Linked DNA regions of Mus musculus: regions 1 and 2 are each linked to region 3. A link is a contact called in public Hi-C and promoter capture Hi-C data. All regions are on one chromosome and are shown on one strand. Each heading gives the region's core, a stretch centred on a gene start, on an enhancer-like site or on the middle of the called end of the contact. The rest is flanking DNA. Distances are from core to core; before and after follow the strand shown. Region 1 holds the start of Ap4b1 (adaptor-related protein complex AP-4, beta 1). Region 2 holds the start of Hipk1 (homeodomain interacting protein kinase 1). Region 3 holds the start of Tmem167b (transmembrane protein 167B).

Region 1 (4,070 bases), core at 371-2,870, 4.8 Mb before region 3:
CGAGCACCAACATGCCTTTCTTGTTTTCTTGCTCTTGTGATTTTATTTAACAAAGTAAAGGATGGATGGTCAAGTAGGAAATCAGTTGGAAAGGGTCCCTGTGCCTGTATGGGATAAAGCTATCTTTCTGGGTAAAGGTAGCTATAAAGTGTGAGGAATGCCTTGGGAGGCTCACCTGTGTATAGAATTGTTCCAAAGTATCCTTCAAAGAGAAACATGACAGAACCAGGGCAGTGATTGGCATCTATGAGCGTTACAGTCATGGTTTCTTGCCCAATTTCATCTAGAGGTAATACATGACTCTCGCCAACCTCCAGGGCCCGGATCCAGTGCTTAGACACCTGAGGAAAACAGTTGGTCACCCGAGTAACCATAGACTTCTCTTTCATCAAGGAAAGCTGACCGAGTTCTGAACCACTCTCATGTAAGCTGTTATAAGGATTCCCAAGAAATCTCTCCTTCCTCTTCTGTCTCCCACCCTTTGTACAGATTTAAACTCAGAATCTGAAAACAGTCTAAATAAAGATTCTCACACTTTCTCCTATCATGATAATCCCAGCCATGGGTGGGAAACAACTGTCAAAAAAAGTTCCAGTCTCACACCAGCCACTTCTACTGACACAGACAAGATGAGGAGATGTTAGACAATATGTGTTTTTATCTAGCACATTAGATGAATTATTGGGGGCGGGCAATGAGTGTTGGGGATCTAACTTAGGGTTCTTGCACACACTAAACAAGTGTTCTATCACTGAACAGTCTGGTAGATTCTTAAATGCAAATTAGGAAAGCACTGGTTTTTGAAAAGATAGGAATCATTTCCTTGACTAAAAACCTCCAGGTAGTTAACTAGAAGCCAGTCTCATTCCGGGATCAATTCCCACATTTGTAAAAATTCAGTCCTTATGTCTCCCACTCGGTAATCCCCCAAACTGTGACAGATCAGAAGTCCCCACCCAGATTCCTGGACTAGGTCTCAGCGATCAAATCCCAGCCCCAATACCTGCAGGCGACGATGCAAGAGGCAAGCAGTGATGGGAGAGCAGTAGAGGGGCCGGGCCCAAGTGCTAGACAAACCCACCGTGTGGTCACAGTGCATGTGGGTTAAGAAGAAGAGCCGCGCCGAACCGGCACGGCGCAGGCTCCAAAAGTCCACAGCAATGGGCGTTTGGGGGATTACGACCCCGTTCATGGTGGCAGAGTTGAGGTGTCACCCAGTGGGGTCTTCGCGGGAACCGCACTCCTGAGTGAGGTTTCCACGACAGCGTCCCAATGACAAGTGGACTCTGGAACAAGTCCAGAAGCCCTAAAGGAAAACCATCCCAGAAACGGAATTAGTAGACAGAGTGAGAAAAAAGAAGGTGGCCGCGCTCGGGACGATCAGGATGAAAGCGCCCAACGCGGAAGAAGTCGGGAGAGCATCACTCACAACCGCGCGCTGGAGCTCGGGCCCAGTCCCCACATTGTCAAAGCTCGCGCGGCGGCGGGGAGACAGACCCTAGTAGTTGATTTCCGATCGCCGGCCGCGGCGCTCACACAGTGAGCTGCGCGCCTGCGCCGAGGGGGAGAATGGGTGGGGGAAGGGCGTCCGGAGGTCGGTGCCCCCCCCCCCCCCCCCCCGGACCTGCGCTCGGCGCTCGGCGCGACCCGGAAAGCTGCTCCTTGTGTCTCAGGGCGACGGGGCGGGATTTCCGCAGGAAGCTGTCTGGGGTGTCCTCGGCCACTGGGACTAGATTCCCAGGGAGGAGGCTGTGCTAGGTCTTTGGCCTTTTGCTAGTGTAGAATTCGTAACTGGGCCTAGAGAGAGTTGAGATCTGCTGGGCAGAGCCAACGGCCTGTGGGTCTCCGGGCGGCTCCTGAAGGGTCGGGGCTCGCCCGAGGACCCAAGAATGTGTTCCGCCCTGGGGGGCAGGCACAGCAAAGTGACATCTCGCCGTTAGTGTTTTCACTGACTACATCTCCTTTATTCAGGCTCCCACATCGAAATTAGGAGGAGCCCACGAGTTCCCTACGGGTCTGTGGAAACTGTCCCGTGAGTGTTGGCGACGATGCCATACCTTGGCTCTGAGGACGTGGTGAAGGAACTGAAGAAGGCTCTGTGTAACCCTCATATTCAGGCTGATAGGCTGCGCTACCGGAATGTCATCCAGCGAGTTATTAGGTATCACCAACCTACCATAGAATTCTAACTCCCCCCCCCCCCCCCCGGCCCCACTTTTAATCCTCTTCAGAGCTCTGCGATCACTCTGAAAAAGTTAAAGAAGGGCAGTTTTATCTTTTGGCCTTGAGGCTGCATTTCTGGGTTGTCATCTCAGTCTTCCGTGTGGAACACCATGCCCAGTTGAGAGGTCTCCTTCATACCACAGGCTTTAGCAATTGCGGCTGACTCCTGGTTCAATGACTTAACGTAGAACAGTTCTCCCTTTTTTCTAGATTCAGACCTGTATATCTTTCTGCTTGCTTTACATTTCGACTTGGATAGTTCATCAAAGATATGACCAAAATAATACTATCATTCTTCTCCTCTTTAAACCTACTATTCTGCTTGTATTTGTGTTATGAATGTCACCAGGCACCCTACCAAGCTTGCTAGTCAACCTTGAAAACATTGTCTACTGTCAGGTGGTATGAAAAATTCAAAATATCAATTCTTGTTCTTAAAGTTGTACTGTTGTTGGCTCAGGCTGTAATTACCAAAGCCTGTTGTGGTAGTTTATTAATAAGTAGCCTTGTCTCCTCACTTTGGTTAGGATTTTTTCTATTATATATGTTTGAACGTGTAACTAATCTATAGTTGTAGCTCAAAACTGTAGGTAGGACACAAAAGTCCCATGGGGTCCTTTTTTAAAAAATCGTGATCTAGGGATCAATTCTGATTTCATTAGGATGGGATAGAATCCAGGAACTGTATTGTAAATAAACAGTCTCAGTTGATTGTAGTAGTTTGGTTCCACAACATTGGAAACAGTAATCAGTGGAATGAAATCTAAACTTTTTGTTTGTGTTGTTTTGTTTTTGTTTTTTGAGACAGGGTTTCTCTGTGTAGTCCTGGTTGTCCTGGAACTCACTCTGTAGACCAGGCTGGCCTTGAACTCAGAAATCCGCCTGCATCTGCCTCCCAAGTGCTGGGATTAAAGGTGTGTGCCACCACCGCCTGGCTGAAATCTAAATTTTTTATCATGCCACCCAAGGAACAAAAAGAATGTTTAGTTCTTGCTCGTGCCTCCTAGCATGAATCATTATCTGTGTCACGTTTTCCCAGTGAGCTGGTCACAGAGCTAAAGCGTTCTGTGACGAAGCATTTTCTGACTTCCATAGTGGCATGTGGATGTGGATCTTCTTGGTCTGTATTTTGTGTATTACTTCAAGTAGTTACACTGGATTTTTTTCAAATCAGTGATGTTCTTAGCTGACTTCTTAGTTGATCTTGAGTTCCTAAACATCTGAAGCCACTATGGAAGTCAGAAAATGCTTCTTCACAGAATGCTTTAGCTCTGTGACCAGCTCATTTGGAAAACGTGACACAGATAATGATTCATTTTATTTTGTTTTGAGACAGCCCTAGCTATCCTGGGAACTTACTATGTAGGCCAGGCTGGCTTTGAACTTTGAACATGGCTTTCACCTGCCTATGTTTCCTAAGTGCTTGGGTTAAGGGTGTGGGTCACCAAGCCCTGCTTTTTTAAATGTTTATGAGCATTTTGCCTGCATGTGTAAGTGTACCACAAGTATGGCTTGTACCTGGTGTCTGTGTATGTCAGAAGAAGGCATTAGATCTCCTGGAGCTATAGTTACCAGTGGTTATGAACTGTCATGTGGGTGCTGGGAATTGAACCCATCTCTTTTGCAAGAACAACAAAATACTTTTTAACCTTTGAGCTCTCTCTAGTGTGTACCTTCTTATAGATGATGTCCCCATATGATCTCTGGAATGTTAAAGTGGAGTGTACCATTGCCAGATCACGCCATTGGTATGTACTAAGGATTCAACAGTGTGAGAATAGAGAGCAACAGTTGCAGACTCTTAATAGGAAGTTTTGTGTAACATTAATAGACAAAGTAGACCCAAT
Region 2 (4,105 bases), core at 320-2,819, 4.8 Mb before region 3:
TTTACAGGAAGCTTTAGGCTTTTAACTGAGCAACCCCCACCCCCAAAAAAAATTGGCAATGGTTTGCATTCTCTATCATCTTAACCAAAAAAAAAACAAAAAAAAACAAAAAAAACAAAATCTTACAGACCATGAATCAAAAATAGCTTTACACAAACAAGAGCAAAATTGTAGGTTTTGCTGAGGCCATCCGCCACTTAATTTAACCCCACTCCGTCTACAGCAGGAAGCCATGCTGCTGTTTTCATCAGTTACTAGGAAACAAGATAAAGAGCGGACTGGGGCAACGGAGTCTACATTTGAAACTCTTGTTTGTGGCTGCACTACACTACTGAGAATTCTCAAAGTGTCACCAAAGAGACAAGAATGCGCATCTTATGAGTATCCACAACTGAGTCACTGGTTATGTAGAGAAAAGATTCACTTACTGGAGCTTGCCCCCACCCCCTCTCCGGCTTCCCGTTCCAGTACCCATTCCCAAACAGGAAAGAAAACGCGCCCAGCATAAACACACAGGCCATTGCTCACGGTTCGTCACCACAACAAACTGGAGGTTAGACCAACGCTCCTAGAGACCAAGTTTTTAGGTCTCGGTTGCCAAGCACAAAAGGGGGACGCTGCCCTACAGAGCTGTTTATAGTGTGGGTCCTACCCAAAGGCTTTTGGTTGTTTCCATCTTTTAATGTTTTGGATTTTGTTGTTCTTGGCTTTAAAGGCGACGACGGACTGCAAAAGTTTAGACCTCTAGCTTTGCCTTGCAGAGATAAACATATAGGTGGGCTGGTCCCCACACAGCGTTACCACCATCACAAATTACATACTCAAAGACTACAGAACATGAACCAAGAGAACAGAAAAGCTTCCATACCAGCCCGACCACCACGATTTACTCTAGATGCGGTTTCCCGGTCCCCAAAGGCACCAATACGCCCAAACTACAGCTACAGGGAGTGGGGTGACATGCACACGCACAAGCACAAGAACCTGCCACCGCAGTCCGCGGTTGGGGTGGAGATCTGTACGGTGGGGAGATGCCAGACGGACCCCTGTCACCTGAGGACAACACGATCTGGAGGGAAAGGCAGGAGGCAGGGGGAGCTGCCCATTTTCTCCGGCACGCAGTCGCGCCTGGCCGCTCGCGACCAGGCGCCTAGGGCCGCGCGGGGCCTGGCGAGAGAGGCACCCCAAGCAAGCCGGCTACCCAAGGGAGTCTGCGGCTCGCTCCGTCCCACCTCGGGGCGCCGACTCCCAAAGTCCACGACCCCAGCCCCTCGCCGAGCCTGACTCACCGCCGGTGTGTGTAGTTCTCAGCCTCGAGTCGGGGCCGCCGCGAGGAGGCGGCGGAGGAGAGGCGATCCGGGGCCCCGCAGCCGGGTCATCATACCCCCCGCACGAGCCGGCCCCGGCCCCGGCCCCCGCCCCCCGGAGCCGTCCCCGCGCCCGTCCTGCGGCCGGAGCCTCGCCAGCCTCCCGCCTGCCCTGCCACCCGGCCCCTTCCCGCCGCCGCCGCCTCAGCGCCGAGCGCTCCCGCCTCGGCCTCCCCTGCGGTCCGGGGCCACGGCCCGGCCCTTCGCTCCGCAGCCGCCGTTGTCACCAGACCCGACAAGTGGAGCCCCGAGCGACCGCCTCCATCCCGCCGGCCCCGCCTCGCCGGAACCATTCAGCCACCTAGCGCCATGACACCTACTGAGGCGGAAGTGCGGAGGAGCGGGAGGGCTGAGATCACTGCATCTTGCCCCGGGCCGCGGGTGTGGGTGGGCCTCCGTGGGGAGCCAGCGTGGACAGTGTGTGGGGACCGGTTTCCCAGTCCTCTCCGCACAGCAGTCTCCGAGGTCGTTTAACCGGCGTTTGGTGGCGGTCGGGTTTCTTACAGTTAGATGTCATCTCAGCTAGTGTGACATCACCCCAAACCAGTGTGATTTTCCCCCAACATCCCAATCACATCCCAGCGATTGGGCAGCGCAGGGAGACATTGACTACCTGGGGATGACTCTGAGGGTTTAGAATTCTCAGTTTTTACTTAAATTGTTTGCTGCCATGTCGATTTCAGGGCAGCATAAGGGATTTAGATGCCTCCCTGTGCTGAAGCGCTCCCACCGTAGAATCTGTTAGGAAATAAAATATCCGAACTCAGCTCCTCCATGCATGCAGTAAACAAAAATTGTCTTACCTCCACGAAGGGTAGAAAGGCGGTGGATTCCGGAAAGTGGACCTGGCATAATGTTTAAGAAAAATGACCCTGAAAACTAGGTTATCTTAGTAGACAGTTGCCAACTCAGCCTCAAGAGATTCTGTGGGACTTGATATGCCTTCCGCGCTGTAAAATGTTGGTTCTTAAAATGAGAAACATTTCTTGGAGTCGAGTATTTATAAGAGTAAGGTAGGATGGTACGTGCCTTTAAACCCAGGATTCATGCCTTTAAACCCAAGATTCTGGAAGGAGAGGCAGATGGATCTCTTGTGAGTTTGTCAACTTGATCTACATAGAGAGGCCCTACCTAAAAGAAAGAGGAGTGCCGGGCAGTGGTGGCGCACGCCTTTAATCCCAGCACTTGGGAGGCAGAGACAGGCGGGATTTCTGAGTTCGAGGCCAGCCTGGTCTACAGAGTGAGTTCCAGGACAGCCAGGGCTACACAGAGAAACCCTGTCTCTGAAAACCAAAAAAAAAAAAAAAAAAAAAAAAGAAAGAGGAGGAGATGGAAAATGTGTTCTTTCTTACAAGAACAGTCTGAACCCCTAACTGACTATCCACCACCATAGATTTTTACCTGTGTCCTGTGAGCAGAGAGCAGGTCTAGGAGAGGCCTTTCTATCAGTTATATTTTTCAGTCCTCACTCATACATCCATGATTTCTTTGGATCTTCACCTAACAAAATGTTTTCTAGGCTATCCTATCATACCTTTTAAGGAAAGTCGTTTGAGTTTCTCCTCTTAACATTGGGAATGGGGAGGAAGTTCATTTCCCTGGAGAGCCAGGGTTAGCAAAATGTTCAATCCCACAGGACAGATTCCCTTGCATATTTTCACAGAAACTTCCTTTCTTGAGTGTTTAGAGAACATAAAGTCCTCATGTTGGGCTGGCCCTGGAAATACCAAGACACAGAATGAATGAACATGCCTGCTTAGATAGCCAAGAAAAAGGCCTGGTGTTAAACAGATCTGCTTAACAAACAAGCTTTAGTTATGAATTGCTCATTTTGCCCTACCTCACCAGAACTCTATGACTGGCTTTTCATTTACTCTCAAGTTATGTCTCTTTTGTGTTTGAAAACATCTCAGATGTTACATGTCAGAGCCTTTCCTGATTGACTCCTGCATTCTCACTCAGCCCTGTCACCTACCTGTTTATTTGTACCAGCTCTTCATATAATTAGTCTCTGTTTTCGTTGTTCTTGACTTGTTTTTTTTTTTTTTCAATCTGTCTCAGTCTTCAGGGAATGTTTAAAAGTGTAGTATTTTTTTCCTCTCTAATGTCATTCACTCATTCGTCCAACAAACTGCTTTATGCCAGACACTCCCTAGATACCAGTTCAGATGAAAGATGAGTAGGATGTAGTCTTCTCCCCCCCCCCCAGAGTTTTCAATCCAGTGAGGAAAAATGCCACACAAATATACATGACTTGAATAATGGAGTCAGAGAAGACCATCAGAGAAGAAAATATCTAAGCATGTTTCAGTCAACAAAGCTTCAAAGTTTAGTGCTGCATAGTCTGTTTTCCATTCAACAAATCTATAGAGTATCTCCTATGTGCGGGACATTGCTGGAAATTAAGGAGGAAACAGCACAGCCTATACACTAAAGGAACTAACTGGATGCAGGATTGGTAAGGCAGGTAGACTCAAGAGTTTTGAAAAGCAGAGGCTTGATCAGAGGAGCAGGACATGGTAGTGGGAAGGTCAGTGAGTGGAGAAAGGGGCAGAACAAGTACTTCCTCTCTCAGACAAGAGCGAGCAGCTGGAGAAGGACTGGGGCTGTGGTCAGTGCTGCAGGTACAAAGTTACTTTTAGTCAGTCCTGGTAGCACAGGCCTGTAATCCCAGCACTTGGGAGGGAGAGACAGGAAGATCTGGATTTCAAGGCCAGCCTGAGCTACTTGAGACTTAG
Region 3 (3,869 bases), core at 87-2,586:
GCTTCTTACATGTGATACCCAGGTAAGCAAAATGAATTACATAAAGGCAGATTTTATTCAGTAATCAACTGTGCCAGAATATTTTATTTCCTAGTTTACACTATGTCTTCCTCCGTTCCTTCTTTAACTTTGTGTACTATGGTAAGACTGACTACCCAGAAAGCTTCAAATGGATATTATATACAATCAGGGTCTTTGTCGGTTCCCGCCAGTTCTGGACTATACTGACTTCTTCCAGTGAAACTATTTCACAGCTAGTTCCAGTATATCAGTCAGCTCACAGACAGTTTCTATGGATGCCTTTATGTCTTGCTCTTTTACTCCTATAAGTTAAGAGACAATGCCAAAATTCACAAGGAAATGACATTTCAGTCTTCAGTGTCACGTCTATGGAAGTCTATGAGAAATACTTTCCCGAGCCTCTCCAATCATAGTACCTAGAAAAGGCTTTCTTATTTCCGTTCCTGTAAGACTGACTATAAAGGTCTTAATTCATGCTCTAGAACCTGAAAATCATGACTATAAAATTGTTTGAAGCAATCTGGAAAAATTACAAGTGCTCCATCACTAATAAAAGGCGGCTTCTAAATCCACCCTTTGCGGTATTAGCCAGAAGCTCCAGATGGAGCCACCCAACTAGGACTTTAGTCAAACGAATGAAGGCTTTTTTTGGTGTCTTTTAAATTAACAAAATAAACAAACAAACAAAAAACTTTGGGGGTTGTCTACAATCACCTCCCCCGCAAACGGTGGGATTTGATACCATTACTAAGTCCTTTCAACCAGCTTACTGTCAGAAAGTATGAGACCTTAGGGAACTGGATAACAGCTTCTCTCCCCTGGGGACTAACAACATAATTCTATAGTGAACGACCTCCCCAGCGGCCAGAACCAACTTCTAGGAAAGAAAAGAGAGTAAAGGGTGATAACGAAAAGTCAGGTGTGGCACTAGGGTACCTTGATGGGCTTGAGAAAAGAGAAACTGCAAGGAGCATCCCAGACAGGAGTTAGGGGCTCCCCAAGGTCCAGGGGGGCCGGGCTGGGAGGGGGCGGGGGGAACGGCCACGTCAGTCTAGCCCCGCCCGCCACGTTTGGTCCCAGTCCTCTACCGCCACCCTCCGCTCGGGCCCCCAGCTCTCACCGTTCGTCATGGCGGTAGTGCCCGGCTGGGGTGAGGGGTCCGGGTTCAGCTGTGGCGGCTGCAAATGCGGGGGAACCCGGCTCCCACTTGACACTTCCCGATCCGGGCCGTGGTGACGGGGAACGAGCCGTAGTACGCAAGCGCGAGAGCCGAGCGAGAGAAACGCCGAACTCAATCAGGCATAATTAGCTGATCGTCGAGCCAAAGCCTCGCCCTGCCTGCGTAGCGTCTGCGTCCCTACGTAGTGGGAGGAGAGCGTGTTGGGCGAGGCTTCCTTTGTGGTCATGGCAACCGGAAGTCCGCCTGCTTGCTCCTGTCTAATTAGACCGACTGGACCCAGACAGTGTGTTTGAAAAATAAAGGCTGTAGGGATTGCTCTGTGACACATGTTCAGTGTGCCAGAACATGTCGTTCCCCGTTGTATCTACTTGAGAACAAAACTTAGGGTTCCAGTGATTCATGACCAAGAAACAAAAGAAAGCCATCCCGTTTCCTCCAACTTATTTAGGTGACAACTGGTAGTGAAATCAGGTACAGTTCCAAGAGAAAACACTTGGGAACCAGGCTATAATGCGAAGCAATTGCACGTAAGGTGGCGCACGTGTGTATACTACAGCAGGGTCACTGTATCTTACCATACCAAGCTGAAAACGTCACCACTGTCAGGATAGTTGGACCGTTCTTGGGGACACGGCTTGTTTGTTTTGTTTTGTTTTGTTTGTTTGTTTTGCTTCTATGCTCTGCAGCAGTAATATGTGCTGTAATATCTGAAACCCGACGAGAGTTTGAGTGCTGAGGGGGATACCACAGTAGTTGCTCGGACTCCTGGGACAGCCCTTGTTAGGTGGCTTCTTGCGGAAATCTAGCCAAGCTGCCTCTGACTTTCGTAAACGGAATAAGAAACTATAACAAAAGCCACATGCTTCCGATCCTAAAGCTTTCGGTTGTCAGAAGCATTCAGACAGCTTCCTGTTTGTTAGAATGACTTTCTTTTCCTTAAATTACCAGGATAGTTTCCTTTATCTGCAGAGTTTAAGTCATGCTGGCCTCACCTCTTCAGAAATGTACCCTGGCTTCTCTGAAGATGTTTTGACTAGATGATGACAGTCTAATGGTGGGCTGGCGTGCAGGGAACAAAGCTTTAGGTTCTGCTTTGTAAACTGGGACCTTCAATTATAGACAGCTGGGTCTGCTTTTCTAGAGTCTGACTGAAAGTGCTGCACTCAGAAACCTAAGAATTCTGTCCATTCCTGCTACAGTGCCATCTGCTGGCTGTGAACCGCCTGGTTACCTAGAACAAAACTGTCAGAAGACTTGGAATGGACAGTCAAGAGGAGGAAACCACTAGTAGAGTAGCCACAGTGTTTGATGTAGGAAAGAGTACTTGAGCCGGGCAGTGATGGCACACGCCTTTAATCCCAGCACTTGGGAGGCAGAGGCAGGCGGATTTCTGAGTTCGAGGCCAGCCTGGTCTACAGAGTGAGTTCCAGGACAGCTAGGGCTATACAGAGAAACCCTGTCTTGAAAAACCAGAAGAAGAAAAAAAAGAGTCATTGAAAAAAATATACTCAAATTAAGAAATTACAGCATCAAAAACCAAAAGATATATAGAAAAACCCTAACATAATCACTAATATAATCACTTGGATTACATATGTGTGTATACACACAGGACATTCCACAAAGCAAGACAGGACTGCAGAGATGGCTTAGTGGTTGACAGCATTTGCTTCTCTTGTTAAGACCTTCGTTAGGTTTCCAGCATCCAAGTGATGGCTCACAACGATATGTTCCTCTGGTTCCAGGAGATCCTGTTGTAGAAATAATAATAAAAATTGTTCCTCACACTTAGAGATGAAGGCAAAGATCTGTACTAAAGTGCCTGGCTGACTGTGGTTAATGCCTAAATTAGAGTCAGCCTTGACAGGATTGTACTAACTGGTAGCTTCAGTATGCTTGGCCCAGGGAGTGGCACTATTAGGAGGTGTGGCCTTGTTGGAGGAAGTGTGTTACTGTAGGGTGGGCTTTTAGACCCTTTCTCCTGGCTGTAGTCAGATCAAGATACAGAGCCCTCAGCTCCTCCAGAGCCATGCCTGCCTGGACAACTGCCATGCTTCCAACCATGATGATAGTGGACTGAACCTCTGAACCTCTAAGCCAGCACCTTTGTAAGAGTTGCCTTGGCCGTGGTGTCTCTTCACAGCAATGGAAACTCTAAGACACTAACTCATATACACATTGGCTTATACACTTCACAAGCATGCATTTCACAAACACTGTCATCTTGGGTCCCAGTCCCAAAGTACACTTCAATCAATTCTGTCTAATGGCAGATATGATCTAATGTGTGCTGGTCATTCCTGATGAATAAACATTTATATCCTAGCATCCAAAACTTCATTTATCTAACAGAGCTGGTTAGCATGCTACTTACCTTTAATTATTTTGGAGGCAAAAGTAGCTAAATTCTACTTGTGTGAAGGAAATCTATCATTAAGTCCTCTATAACATTAATTTTATTACTTTGAGTTTCTTCTACATGGGCCCCACACTGCTGTTCTGGACTCTGTGGGCACACAAGCAGGCTTGTGGTACACAAATATACACACAGACAAACCACTCACACATACATAAAAATAAAACAGGCTGAGCTGGGGGAATGTCAAGTTGGAAACCAACTTGGGTGGGTGGGTGGGTGAGTGAGTGAGTGAGTTTCAGATCAGCCTTT

Evidence for each region. Promoter capture Hi-C pulls out the DNA fragments that hold promoters and counts their contacts. A called contact is a pair of places that touch in the nucleus more often than the background predicts.
Region 1: a contact with region 3 is called in a Hi-C map of B cells, with 5 read pairs. The contact joins the promoter of Ap4b1 here to the promoter of Tmem167b in region 3. A contact is called at or near these places in 1 of 39 promoter capture datasets (pre-B cells) and 1 of 484 Hi-C or Micro-C datasets (B cells).
Region 2: a promoter capture Hi-C map of pre-B cells shows a contact between it and region 3, with 2.5 times the contacts expected there. The contact joins the promoter of Hipk1 here to the promoter of Tmem167b in region 3. A contact is called at or near these places in 2 of 39 promoter capture datasets (liver and pre-B cells).

Annotation. Positions count from the first base shown.
Region 1 is chr3:103,807,897-103,811,966 of GRCm38.p6, forward strand. Ap4b1 (adaptor-related protein complex AP-4, beta 1) reads left to right here and starts at 1,621. Exons shown (of 10, transcript NM_026193.2): 1 at 1,621-2,161. The coding sequence starts at 2,049. It overlaps Dclre1b (DNA cross-link repair 1B), which reads right to left and starts at 1,491. Exons shown (of 4, transcript NM_133865.2): 1 at 1,004-1,491; 2 at 176-341. The coding sequence starts at 1,192. Gm15471 (predicted gene 15471) reads left to right here. Exons shown (of 5, transcript NR_040412.1): 5 at 318-544.
Region 2 is chr3:103,789,706-103,793,810 of GRCm38.p6, forward strand. Hipk1 (homeodomain interacting protein kinase 1) reads right to left here and starts at 1,570. Exons shown (of 16, transcript NM_010432.2): 1 at 1,290-1,570.
Region 3 is chr3:108,561,130-108,564,998 of GRCm38.p6, forward strand. It overlaps Tmem167b (transmembrane protein 167B), which reads right to left and starts at 1,337. Exons shown (of 3, transcript NM_026198.2): 1 at 1,142-1,337. The coding sequence starts at 1,151.